2 separate regions of the Mus musculus genome follow, and region 1 is linked to region 2. Evidence: chromatin contacts called from public Hi-C data. All regions are on one chromosome and are shown on one strand. Each heading gives the region's core, a stretch centred on a gene start, on an enhancer-like site or on the middle of the called end of the contact. The rest is flanking DNA. Distances are from core to core; before and after follow the strand shown.

What was found. Hi-C and Micro-C count contacts between places; a contact is called where the count stands out from the background.
Region 1: a contact with region 2 is called in a Hi-C map of double positive thymocytes, with 5 times the contacts expected there. The contact joins two enhancer-like sites. A contact is called at or near these places in 1 of 39 promoter capture datasets (the HPC-7 cell line), 2 of 15 datasets of contacts at CTCF or cohesin (large pre-B cells and pro-B cells), 10 of 484 Hi-C or Micro-C datasets (the C10 cell line, CD4 T cells, CD8 T cells and 4 more) and 8 of 115 datasets of contacts at active chromatin or transcription factors (CD8 T cells, DN3 thymocytes, T-cell acute lymphoblastic leukemia and 5 more).

The regions. Positions count from the first base shown.
Region 1 is chr17:52,457,473-52,463,315 of GRCm38.p6, reverse strand. No RefSeq gene overlaps it. Among named protein-coding and RNA genes, the nearest start is that of Gm27217, 140 kb to the left of the region's middle. Within about 2 kb of position 1,350, at least 28 of the 459 cell types and tissues checked have an H3K27ac peak or open chromatin away from gene starts, as enhancers often do. A contact at or near this core is called in CD8 T cells, the N1E-115 cell line, T-cell acute lymphoblastic leukemia and 1 more, where this site is marked.
Region 2 is chr17:51,404,871-51,411,231 of GRCm38.p6, reverse strand. No RefSeq gene overlaps it. Among named protein-coding and RNA genes, the nearest start is that of C330011F03Rik, 40 kb to the left of the region's middle. Within about 2 kb of position 2,736, at least 90 of the 459 cell types and tissues checked have an H3K27ac peak or open chromatin away from gene starts, as enhancers often do. A contact at or near this core is called in CD8 T cells, the N1E-115 cell line, T-cell acute lymphoblastic leukemia and 1 more, where this site is marked.

The DNA.
Region 1 (5,843 bases), core at 101-2,600, 1.1 Mb before region 2:
AGAGAAAAAGTAGTATATGAGCAATTACACCTGCATTTGTCTGCGAAATGGGTCAGTAGGTCAGTGTGTCTGCTGCTAAGACTGAGGGTCTGGATTCTGTCCCCGGGATGCATAGAGCAGAGGGAGAAGAATTGACTCCTAAAGCGGTCCTCTGACTTTAACATACATATCCTGGCACAGATGTGCATGCGCATGTTTTACATACGTTACATGTTCATAGGTACAATTAAAAAATAATAATTACTAAAGCTCTGTAGTCTTGATTCCTGGCAACTGACAATGTTGTCCAGGATTGGCAAGACTGCTTCCATTTCTACCCTGAATATTGTTTACCATGTAAAACTTCCAAACAAACTGTGAGGTAAATAAGAATTGTGGCCTGGAAATGCCTTGACAAATACAAAAGCTTTCATTCCTTAAATGGGATCCCTAGAACAGCATTGAGAGAGAATGTTTCTATACCTAGAATTGTATTACACACACACACACACACACACACACACACACACACACTCACACACACACACACACACACACACACACACACACACACATTGCATTCATCTTGTTGCACGGACAGCTACAATTTTTCCTTGATATTTAAAGTCTCATGTATGCAAGAGCAGATTCCTGTCAATGTCGCAGTAGCTTACTTCTCCATTGAATATGATCTTAAAGAGGGGAAAGTCTGTTTAAAGGGGCATCTTCTGGCAGTCGCCACTCTAAGCATGGTTCAACACCGTGAGGACCTGTGCGGGGGCTTTGACAGATGCTACATTAGACCAAGTGTTGTCCCATCAGGAAGTCAGATCGAATAAGTCTATTTGAGAATGGATGAAAGGGGCATGGGAGGCCCATCTGCGAGTAACTGGTCGTGTTGTAGGCTCTTACCCTCAAAGATGAAAATGCCTAAACGAATGAGCACAGTCTAGACTTAATTCTACACCAGAAATGCTCCCTCAGGAGATTATGAATGCTTTGACTTATGGAGTCTAAATACACTTCTGAACCCTATAATGAGAGCCAGACAGCCTTTCCCCCAAATACTCATTAACAACTTCAATTTTTTTTCCCTAAAATACGGACACTACGCTGTTCCAAAGGAAGATTTTTCTCTGCATAAGAGCAATGATGAGCACAGAACAGCTGGGTTCCGCTGTCTCCTCAATCTACAAAGCTTACACCATGCTAAAAATAGGACCAGTGACTGGAACCTGAAGGAAGGGTCTCCAAACCAGGTGCCAGTAGGTATACAGCAGGTTGCACAAAAGTCTAAGCATCAGGAGAGACTTTTCACCGCTCTCGATTTCCTGAACAGCAGTCCTGAAGCCTGGCCACAAGAGGGAACCATTGTTCAAATGTTGGAATCATTTTTTTTTCTTCCCCCTCCCCTCCCCGAGGAACTCAGCCAGCTCAAATCCCTCTTTAATGTAAGAACCTGATCAAAAGGCTTGAACAAAAAAGTAGAGACAGATGTGATCACGGACACAGTTCTATTTTGGATGGCTGAATGATCAGCTTTTAAATACCTGAGTAACCAAAGGTCTGTCATCCAGTAACAGAAACCAGAGAGGCAAGGCCTTGTACTGACAATAGAACGTCGGGCCTTTATTTTATTTCTTTCATTGGTTCTACTTTGTCTGAGCTGAGGAAAACTTTTAAAACCAAACAGCAAATATTAGAATGTAAGGAAACAAACAGAAATGCAGACTTTTAAGCTCAAGATTGTCTCCCGTCTGTAGCAAGTGATAATGCTGATCAGAAACGGGAGAAGGGCGCATGTGTCCTAAGGAGTTCTTGCTTGCAGCCCCGTGAAACAGCGCGACTGGCAAAATGCAGACTAATACGATAGAAGGCATACAGGATGGCTTCCTGGAGGTCGTGTGCCACCAGGCTGGCACAAATCCAGTTTCCCAACCAGAAGAAGGGCAGAATAAACTGGAACGTGCTTGATGCCAGTCGGGCTTTCATAGGAAAACAGATGACGGCTAAGATTATTAATCTTGACAGTTTCCTGATTTATTGGGATGTTGTCATCTTCTCCTTTTGTATAATTTGCCAAATGATCATAGTATTAGACTTAAGGAGGCAGCACCCAGGGCCCCCTTCTTTGGCATTTGCTTCAACAGTAAAACATGAAGGCTTGTTTTGAGGCAAAGGTGGACAAATTGAATTTTCACAGATGTATTATCATTTGAGAAATACCAAGTCATGTTTTATTGTGACTTTTGATGTAAAGATAGCTTTATATGTATTAATTATAGAAAACTGCTCCATTTATTTAATAAATATCAGGCCAAAGGTAAGAAATTTAAAATCGAGGTCTCTAGCAATCAAAAGCAAATGTTACTGCTTAGACTAGGATACTGATAAACAAAGAAAATAATCAGAAAATAGCAGCTAGGTTTAAAAGCCATTCCTCTGCACAGTGATTTCCCAACAAAACAACAACCTGCATGGGAATTCTTTCTTTGAATTGCTCATGTAAAATCACAGAAATAATTTTGAGCTACTTCACCATAGATTCAAAATAAGGAATCATTTGACACATTTTATAAGTGGTTGCCTTCACCAAAGTATTTTTTTATATTCTATTTTTTGTAATCCCTTGCATTTAAAATAGCAACAACAGAAATTAATCTTCAGTTTTTAAAAAGGAATTACAATTAAAGATATTTCCAACTAAAAAGAGACGTTATCCCCAAAACAGGTTTAGCAAACTATAAAATCTCTAAACTTAAAATGCTATAATTGAACCCCCTCCTCTTTTATTAAGAAAAGCCATGTCTGCACCTATGCTTTGAGACATATTATGCAATAAACAGCAATCAGCCTAAAGATGCCATATCAAACAAACCAAGTTTTGTTTTGCTAAACTAAGCAAAATTAGTTGAATGCCCTAAGTAATAGTTGCTGGTATTTTTTTTTCTAAATTATTTCTCCACTTGTTTTTGTGTCTATGCATAAATTAAAAATCTGCTGAAATTTATTATTCATCGGAGATGTAATTAATATGCAAAATTATGCAAATTAAGATGCAATTAGGCTTCAATTCTCTAGTGGAATTTTCCATTATAATTTAATACAAAGTAATAGAGTAATTGGTGTCACGTGTAATTACGGTTACTCACGTGTACTTGCAGACGTGCAAATGATGTGGTATATGTTAGTTACCCTATGCAAATGGATCACACAATCTCTTAATACTTGGGAATGAAGTAAACAAAGATGGTCTTCAAAAAAAAAAAGGGTGAGAGGGACCCCTCTTTATTCTCATGTGCTTACATGAGAACTGTGTGAAAATTGTATCTAATTTCCCTGCCTTTCTTTCTAAGAATTTTTAACTTGGTGTTGTTTGGTGCACTGTTTATTACTTTAGAGAAATAATTTCTAGTTAAAAAAATATTTAAATAGAGTCCTAATAAAGATTCTAATGCCGCATGGATGCTACCAGGGTGAGAGCAAGCAGAGCAGAGCTCTGTTGAGCCGGGCACAGGCTGTTTCTGCATCAGGCTCAAAATTCCTCGTCTCTCAAAGAATATCAGGGAGCCTGGCTTGCCAAGGGAATAATCCTTACATTTTCTTATTTCCTGATGACAGAGTTGACCAATTCATTTGCTTTGAGAGCTGTATAGAAGTCACACTGATTTTTTTTTTTCAAACTAAAAATTTGTTCCCTCCTAATGTTTAGAATTCTAGGGGAATTCCGTGTCATTTCTACTGTATGAATAAAGCATTAAGCAATTGAACTGCCTCATAATCCCTGTCACTACTGCAGCCGCTTGGTTCAAGCGACTCCTTCACCGACTGCCTATGTGTCTCTTCCAGGGTCCCCAGGGAGACTAGAATTGGTCTCTCTTGCGCTTGTCCTAAGCAGGAGCTGCTGCTTCTGATTTCTCCATGAGAAATGATTACCGCTTGTTTCAAAACACCCATGCTGTGTTGAATCCTGCACAGAAAACATTTTGATCTCGACACTTTCCTTCTCATAACTGAAGCACACACTTTAAGATGAGTATTTTATATTCTTAGCTCCAATTAACCTGAAGTGTTTCTCTTTCCGATGTCTCCCCCCCCCAACCCCCACCCAGTTGACTAAGTCTGTCTTTCTACCCCTTTGTAATAGATTCCTCCGCAGGAGGGGATGCATGTTATAATTTGCTACAATTAATAGGAGTGGAAAGGGCATGTTATAGATAAACTGCTTTACCTTCTGCCTGCTGTGTTTTCTACTTTTCATTCCTTTTCCTCCACCTGCAATGACTGGTTATCTGAAAGAAGGGACATGGGTAAGAGAAAATAAAGCAACCATTAGTCTCTCCTGTTTCACCCCTTCGTAGCCCCACCCATCCGTCCATATGTGGCTTTCTCATTCATTCCAGTAATAATACCAATTACTATGCAGGCAGGCCATTCTTATTCACATTTGCAGCTCGCTGTGGACATTTATGCTTCACTCTGAGCAACACTCACATCTTCAACAACATCGATTATACAGCTGTTGTACAGTCGTTGTAAATGAAATATACAATGCCCGGTTCAGCTCTTGGAATCCTTTATAGCGGTGGGATGTGGGGCAGGAGAGCCCTTCCTTGCTCTGTTTCTCTCTGGTGCTGGCTTCCTTTTCTAACACCTGACACTTGCAGGTAAAGAGGCTAAGCAAGGAGGACAAGATAGCCCAGATCAGAGCAGTTCTCTTCTCTTCTCACAGAGGAAACATTGGAATGTAGGCTTGGTGGGCGAATGGGTCTGTGAGATCTCAGCACCATGGGGAATTTCTAGAACCTTGTCTCTGCCTTTCCCCTCTTCCCTGACTCTCTCTCTCTCTCTCTCTCTCTCTCTCTCTCTCTCTCTCTCTCTCTCTCCTCTCTTTTTCCCTCTCTCCACATCAGGTTATATGTTTTGACTTAAATGAATGTGTTATGCATTGTATTTAATTTCTCCCATGATTTTTCTCACCTCAATATGCCTTCCCAGAGGGATTAAGGCCTTGAATCCTTCTGTCCCTGTTTTCTCTGGTTTGGTCTTCAAGCCCTCAAACTCAAATGAGCAGGATTGTCGTGCATGTGACTTTTCAAACTTACCTATTCACCCATGAGTGCCATATACCATCATTGGAAACCAGATTTTCCCATTCTCTAGACATAACAGTAAATATCTTAAGGAAGGCCCTAGAAAGGACACAGATAACACATCTGAGACTTGTAAAAATACTAGGTGGTTTTCTTTATATAACTTGGATTGTTCTCTTAGACTTTTTGTTGTTGTGGTTATTGTTATTTCAATTTGCAATGTTTTTTTTTTTCGTTGTTTCTTTTTTTGGGGGTTGTTTGTTTTGTTGTTGTTGTTTTTTGTTTTGCAAAGGCTCTATTCAATGCTATTTAATATGAATTCCTTTGTTCATATTTTAACATCTAGGGAACCAGAAACTATCTTACTATTCATGAAATTTTGAGAATCACTCTCAGCAAGATGAGTGACTGAACAACAGGAGCCTTTTGAATGACAATGGTCCTTAGCATTATGGCTAAGTGGGGAACAAATACCAGTCTTTCTGTTTGAAATTTCTCCAGTGGCATCTTCTGATATGCTCAGTACCTTATAATATGAAAGTACCAGCATGAGAATTCTTTTTGCAAGCCTGAAACTTAGAAGAGATGGGGGTCACTCATCAAAGAAATGAAACATCTCACACCCTGAACTGTGTGTTGGAAACAGCTGAAAAGCAACTGAGGTTTGTTTGTTTGTTTTTTTATATTATATCTTTATTTATTTTTATTGTATAAATGTTTTGTCTGCTTGTATGTTTGCTTACTATGTGTGTGCCTGTTCCATGTGGAGGT
Region 2 (6,361 bases), core at 1,487-3,986:
AATTTAAATCAATTTTTTTTTTTACTTGTTTTCGCCATTTGGAGCTCAGGGTGTATGAAGCAGGTGTGTTAGTGTTGAATATGGCGTTTCCTGGAAGAATCCCTCTATGGTATTCACAGGGCCTCACTGCCTGCAGACAGAAAGGACGTATTGCATTGTGTACCTAGCTCAGTTAGCCTTGGTCTGTGGGAGGACCTTTTCAGCGCTTACTGGTCTGTGCTGGTCTATAGCTAGCTGGAGAAAGCAGACTGTTCAAATTATTTTACTTTTCCATAAGCTTCCTTCAGTGTATCTTTAGGCACTCTTGAAACACCATTTTCTCTACCAGTGTCCTAAAATTAGTATTATTAGTATTTCTAGGGAAAGTTCACTATGAGCAAGTTTCATCTTATTGAAAGAATAATAATAGCATATGGCATGATATACTAAGTGTATTATATAGACTAACTCATGAGGAAAAAACTCTATGAAAATTTAATATCATCCTCATTTTATAGAGGAGAAAACCACGCCAAGAGAGGGTAGGCTTCTTGCCCTAGGTTACCTGGAGTTGCTGGGAATCAAACCCAAACAACATTGGTATAATGGTCTTAACCACAAGGCCTGCTGCCTCAAAAAGACTCCACTTCCATCTTTTTAACCTCCAGGCCTTTAACTGGAAGTTGTGCCATCCTTCTGAGCATCAGAAGGAGTTCTTCCCCGAGGTTCTATTAACCACTCACTCACTACAGGACCAGGTGTTTCCTGGTCCACTCTCTGGGCATCTTCAGTTTAAAATCTCCCTGGCCTTACCAAGGAACCTGAATGATTAACAGGCTTCAAGATCAGGTTCTTACCAGAACTGGAACCACCTAGCAATTAGCTTGGTACCACTGACCAAAACTCAAAACTTTCTGAATTATATCTGTCAATACCTAGTCCCCATTGTTGTTGTTGTTGTTTGAAACCTCTTTCCTAAACAGATTTAGTCTGATACAAATAATATCCCCAAATATTCTACTCTGCTTTACCAAGCCGCGACACTCAGAAGGAATCTTGACCTTGACCTTGACCCATCCTGAGGAGGTCTCCCAGCAAGAGCCTTGTGATGCTGTTAGCGGATGCCTGTGGTTCAGACTTGCAGGCTTTGAGGTGGGGGAGAAGAAAAGAAACCCAGAGGAGGGCAGCAGGACACAGAGAGAGAGAGAGAGAGAGAGAGAGAGAGAGAGAGAGAGAGAGAGACAGAGAGAGAGAGAGACAGAGACAGACAGAGACAGAGAGAGAGAGACAGAGACAGAGACAGAGAGAGAGACAGAGACAGAGAGAGAGACAGAGACAGACACACACACACACACAGAGAGAGAGAGAGAGAGAGACAGCAAGGAAGACAGAACACTCACACAACGGCCCTCTACCTGTACCTCACGATGCCAGCCAGAGGCCCTACATGTGTCCTTGCCAGGAGAAACAACTTGGTATTTTTGGGAAATGCTGATTCTAGGGATTAATTTCTAAATGTTTGGAACAAGATGGGGAGTGCTCTTAAAAAAATACAAGTTGAAATGAAATACAGCTCATTTATTAGCATCTGAAACAAGAATGCATATTGCCCACACACTAAGTACCTTTAAAGTTATGTATCAAATGAACAACAAAAGTCTAATGTATTTTACTTTCTTGACAAAAGCAAGAAAAAACGAGAAATCCCTACTTTCACAATCTGCAAGCGATACCATGTGAGCCGATTACCAAGGCGTTCCAGAGTTTTAAGGGGTACAGGTAGGTACTTAAGCTCTATTAGCTTCCTGATAAATCCATTTCTAACTAGACCTCAGAGAGATGCTGGGATATCGGAAGCATATAAATGCAGCTTGGTAGTTAGCACTGGACACCACCACACAGTTAAAAGTGGCCTGTATATGTATTTTTAAACCTCTTTTTGTCTTGAAGAATGGAAGCTTTCCCTTTTCTTTGTCTAGAAAGGTCTTCAATCAGAGAAATCCTCTTTCCTTCGCCTGTCTCCAGTCAGATCCTAAGGCCAGCCTCACTCATCACTCCCTAATCCTCAGGCAGCACCCTTTCGTGCCTGTACTGGGATCGGTTCTCTTCCTGAGACCCTGCACAGACTTGTTTCCCTGCTTGCAGTTAGAGAAGGGGCCAGAAACTCATGCCCCACGTTTCACTCCCCAACTCTACAAGGCACAGTCAAACCCCTAGGACAAATTGCTGAGTGCTCCAAGTCTCAATTTCCCAGTCGTCCCATGGGTTGGCTCAATGGACATCTTCTCAGCCACACCCTAAAGCCCTAATAGCTGACAGGAGATGAGAGATGAGTGGAGCCATGCTTATGAAAAGCTTGGCACTCTTTAGTGGAGACACACTGTTTAATTACAAGAAAATGTATTCATGGGTCAAAGAGTCCCCCCACCACCCCACCACCCCACCGCACCTCCATTTTTAGTGAAAAATCCTGGAAGTGCTACAAACTGAAGCTTGTGTGTACATTTTGCACCTGTGGCAGGAGAAATGTTTATCTAAAGAGGACACACTGAAGTGTGGTTAGAACAAGAGAAGAAATGAAAAGAAAGGGAGATCGCTATCAGTCTTGCTGACACTTAAAGTGAAAGGGAAACGGAAGGGAGAGGGGGAGGGGAATAGGAGGGGGAGGGGCAGTGTCATGGAGAGAAAACAGGAAACAGGCATCAAGGTTTAAACTTAGACAACAGCATGAGCCACACACCATTATGGCCCAGCCTCATCCTGTCTTTCTGTTATCTAGGCTGAGTATACTCTGCTTCACACAGATGAGAGATCAGAGCTTCCAAGAGTACAGCTTCACTCATGGGCAACACCAGAGCTAGTTTACAGCAGCGATAGGAACACAGCCCCGTTTCTGCGACCCTTGGAGAGGTTCCTCCCACCGTGCGTTTGGAACACTGACTGTGTGTTCCAAACCAGGCTGGTACAAAAGTCTACTCATGACTAAGTTTATCGATTTCAAGTACACAGATTGCTGGTGTTATTGGAATTTTCAAGTGTGAGATCTTCAAGGTCATCTTTAAGAAAAATTATAATTCCTTCTATACTAGTTGGGTTCTTCATAATACACTTTAGTTGTTTATTGACCTGCAGAGCACTGTGGTATGGGTCAGATATCTTTGCCTTCTAGGAGCTTATAGTCTTCCTTGAGGGAGGAGAACTTAAATTATCAAAGCTTGAGAGATAGGCCCAGATGAGGACATGGTGATGGTGATAAGGTGTTCAAGGATTTGCTAAAAGAGGTTGGAAGGGATCACTAGAAGGTTGGGGTGGGTTAGCTCCCACCAGCTCCCACTAGTGAGTTCAGAGAGGAAAATAAACATGTGTGACCAGCATTCAGAGCTCTGTACAGGGCACACCATGGATGGGATTTATGGGCATTGAGACAGTGAGTTCACCCGTCTTGTTGGTGCAGAAAATGGGATACATGGCTAAGAAGAAAAGTCCAGACTGGGGAAGGCAGAATGGAATAGAGACTTTATCCTTGAGCTATAAGAAGTCATTGTGACTTTGTCCAGGGTGCAATCAATGTCAGAATCAATGTAGTATGGTGTTCTATCAAGAGGAAAAGCAGTTTAAAGACCTTCTCAGATTGGCAGTGACCCTAAAGAGGTTAAACATGGCTGTCTAATTCATTGTGTCACCAGTGAGCTTTTATCAGTACAAATGGGGAAAAGTAAGTGGCCTCTGATGCTCCCCAAAGACCAAGTATAAAAGCATCCTCCCGATTAGGAGTCATTGAAAAGTAGGATGACGTCCAGTTCTAGAGACCCATCTTGTCCAACCCCTTCCCCCAGACAAAATGTGTGTCCAAAGGAGAATTATCAGACAGAAATCAAAAACAATGTGTGGAAGATGGAGGGCGGAAGTCAGAATTAGCACTACTCAAAAGCTGGCCCAGCCAACAGCCACCATGCTCCCCCCAACACCATCTGCTGCCTCCTCAGTAGAGCTGAGAGGAAATCCACAGGCACATGTGGCTGCTTGTTCCAGCCTGGTTAACAGTTCACCAGGGACAGCCCAAGTCCTTGCGCAACCACAACTGTCACTTGCAAAGAGGAAGAAGAGCACCTGGGGGCTCTGGCCTTAAAATAAGACCCCTGAACCCTCAGATAAACCCACCCGTGTCCAACTTGTCACTTCATAAATTTTTATTACTCTTAACGTTGGACTTCTACATTTCTGCAGTATGGGAAGCAAATCTTTGAGTTGAGTGTGATTTACCACAACCGTTTCATCTTATTTTGTGTTGAGTGTGTGTGTGTGTGTGTGTGTGTGTGTGTGTGTGTGGTGTGTAGACCAGTCCATGCAAGTGCAAGTATATAAGTGTAAGAGAACCTTTAAAAGAAAACTAAATAGCAGTTCATCTGTACCTGGAGCAGGAAAGTCTGTCAATCAAATATAGAGTTTATGTTTAAACAAGTCAAGGTATCATTGGCTCTGCCCCTAAAATGCTCGTCTTCTTGCTCATTTAAGTGTCCCCTCTCAATGAGTATTCTCCTCTAACAAATCAACTAACTCTTGGTCTCTGAAGATCCTTTTCCATCTCTCAGCCTCATTCAACCCTTGCCACACCATGCTAACCCATATGGTACACCTCCATAGAACTGCTAACCCATATGGTACACCTCCATAGAACTGCTACATACATCCCCATGATATCACCGAATTCCTACTGTCTGTCCAAGCTTTGTCAGACATCACCCCCCAAAAAAGAGTTCCAGCTCTCAGGAAACTCATTACCCATTAGAAGAAATCAACACATAGGCAGCTAGCCCAGGAAAAAAAGCCACCAGACAGCTAATGGGACGGATGTGTCAAACATCTGTCTTTTTACTGAAGGGGTAGCCTCATACATCTGACCTCACTAGTGTCTAGCTGTTGCTGACTCTCCACTGACTGACAAGCCAGAAACAACCAGACAGCAGGGCTGGTCAGCAGCCTATAAAGTGGCATTTCCTAATGGTCTCACCTACCCAAGTTCAGAGCCACCTGGGTTCCCATACTTTACAGTTTACAATAGAAAACAAGGACTAGAGGGATGGCTCAGCAGTTAGGAGCACTGAATGTTCTTCCAGAGGTCCTGAGTTCAATTCCCAGCAACCACATGGTGGCTCACACCATCTGTAAAGGAATCTGCTGCCCTCTTCTGGTGTGTCTGAAGACAGCTACAATGTACTTATTTATATACATGAAATAAATAATTCTTTAAAGCAATCTAAAATAGACAATACATTAACAACATGGCAGTAATCAGCAAGGATCAAAAATAAAGGGTTGTGATACAAGAGAGGGCAGCCTGGAGTAGCCAGCAGCAGTCTCAGAGAAGTGTCTGCTGTGTGCCATGTGATAGCTTCAGCCTTATTACTATGTTGGTTTTGTGTTTGTTTGCTTGCTTGTTTTCTTGTCTTCTGTTTTTTAGAGACATGGTCTCTTGTAGTCCAGGCTGGGCTCAAACTTGCTGTGTATCTAAGGTTAGCCCTTCCACTCCTACACTACACAAGACCAAAACTTCTAAAACAGTGCCTGTGGGATTCTTTACATTCTAAACATGGAAAAGAGCTTTCTAGATATGTAGATCAGCTAAACTTTGCCTTTCTACAAGGTCCCACACTACAGTTTGAGAAGCACTTTCATTTTACTTTATATTACTTATATTGTATTTGGCAATCTATAATTATTTAATTGTCATGATTGTAGTTTCCATAAAGGCAAGGGCTGTGCCTGAGCTTGGTGTCCTTACTGCTTTGTCTCCAGAGCTTAAAGCACGCTAAGTGTGTCCAAGAACAAAGAAGGAATTGTGCCTAAGTTCACACACTCACTAAACAGTAGAGTCAGAATCCTTCCCTGGGGCAGTGGCACACACCAGAAATCCTAGCACCCATGAAGTCCTGTCTTTAAAAAAAATAAAAATTGCTTCCCAGGATTCCAAAGGCCAGTAGGTGGCCACCTACTGCTGTTTGAGATCCCCATTCTTCAAAGTCTGGAGCTGTTGGAAGCTGAGGACTTTCAACTAAGACTCTCAACACAATGTCAACTACATCAGTGAGTGTTGGGTTGCTCCTGAGGAGGAGCCCAGTCTCCATCAGAACTTCTGAAGAGCCTGCCGTATCGACTTAATCTTACTGAGAAACACATTGAAAATTAAAACATACCTCTAAGAATGTCTGTGAGGAAATTCCCAGAGATGACTAAGGAGTGGGGAGGGGGCGGGTCTCAGTCTCAGTATAAATGGTGTTATCTTACAGGCTAGGGACTTAGAAGAAAGAGAGAAATGAAGAAAGCCAGTCAACAACGTAGGATATCTCTCTCTCTCTCTCTCTCTCTCTCTCTCTCTCTCTCT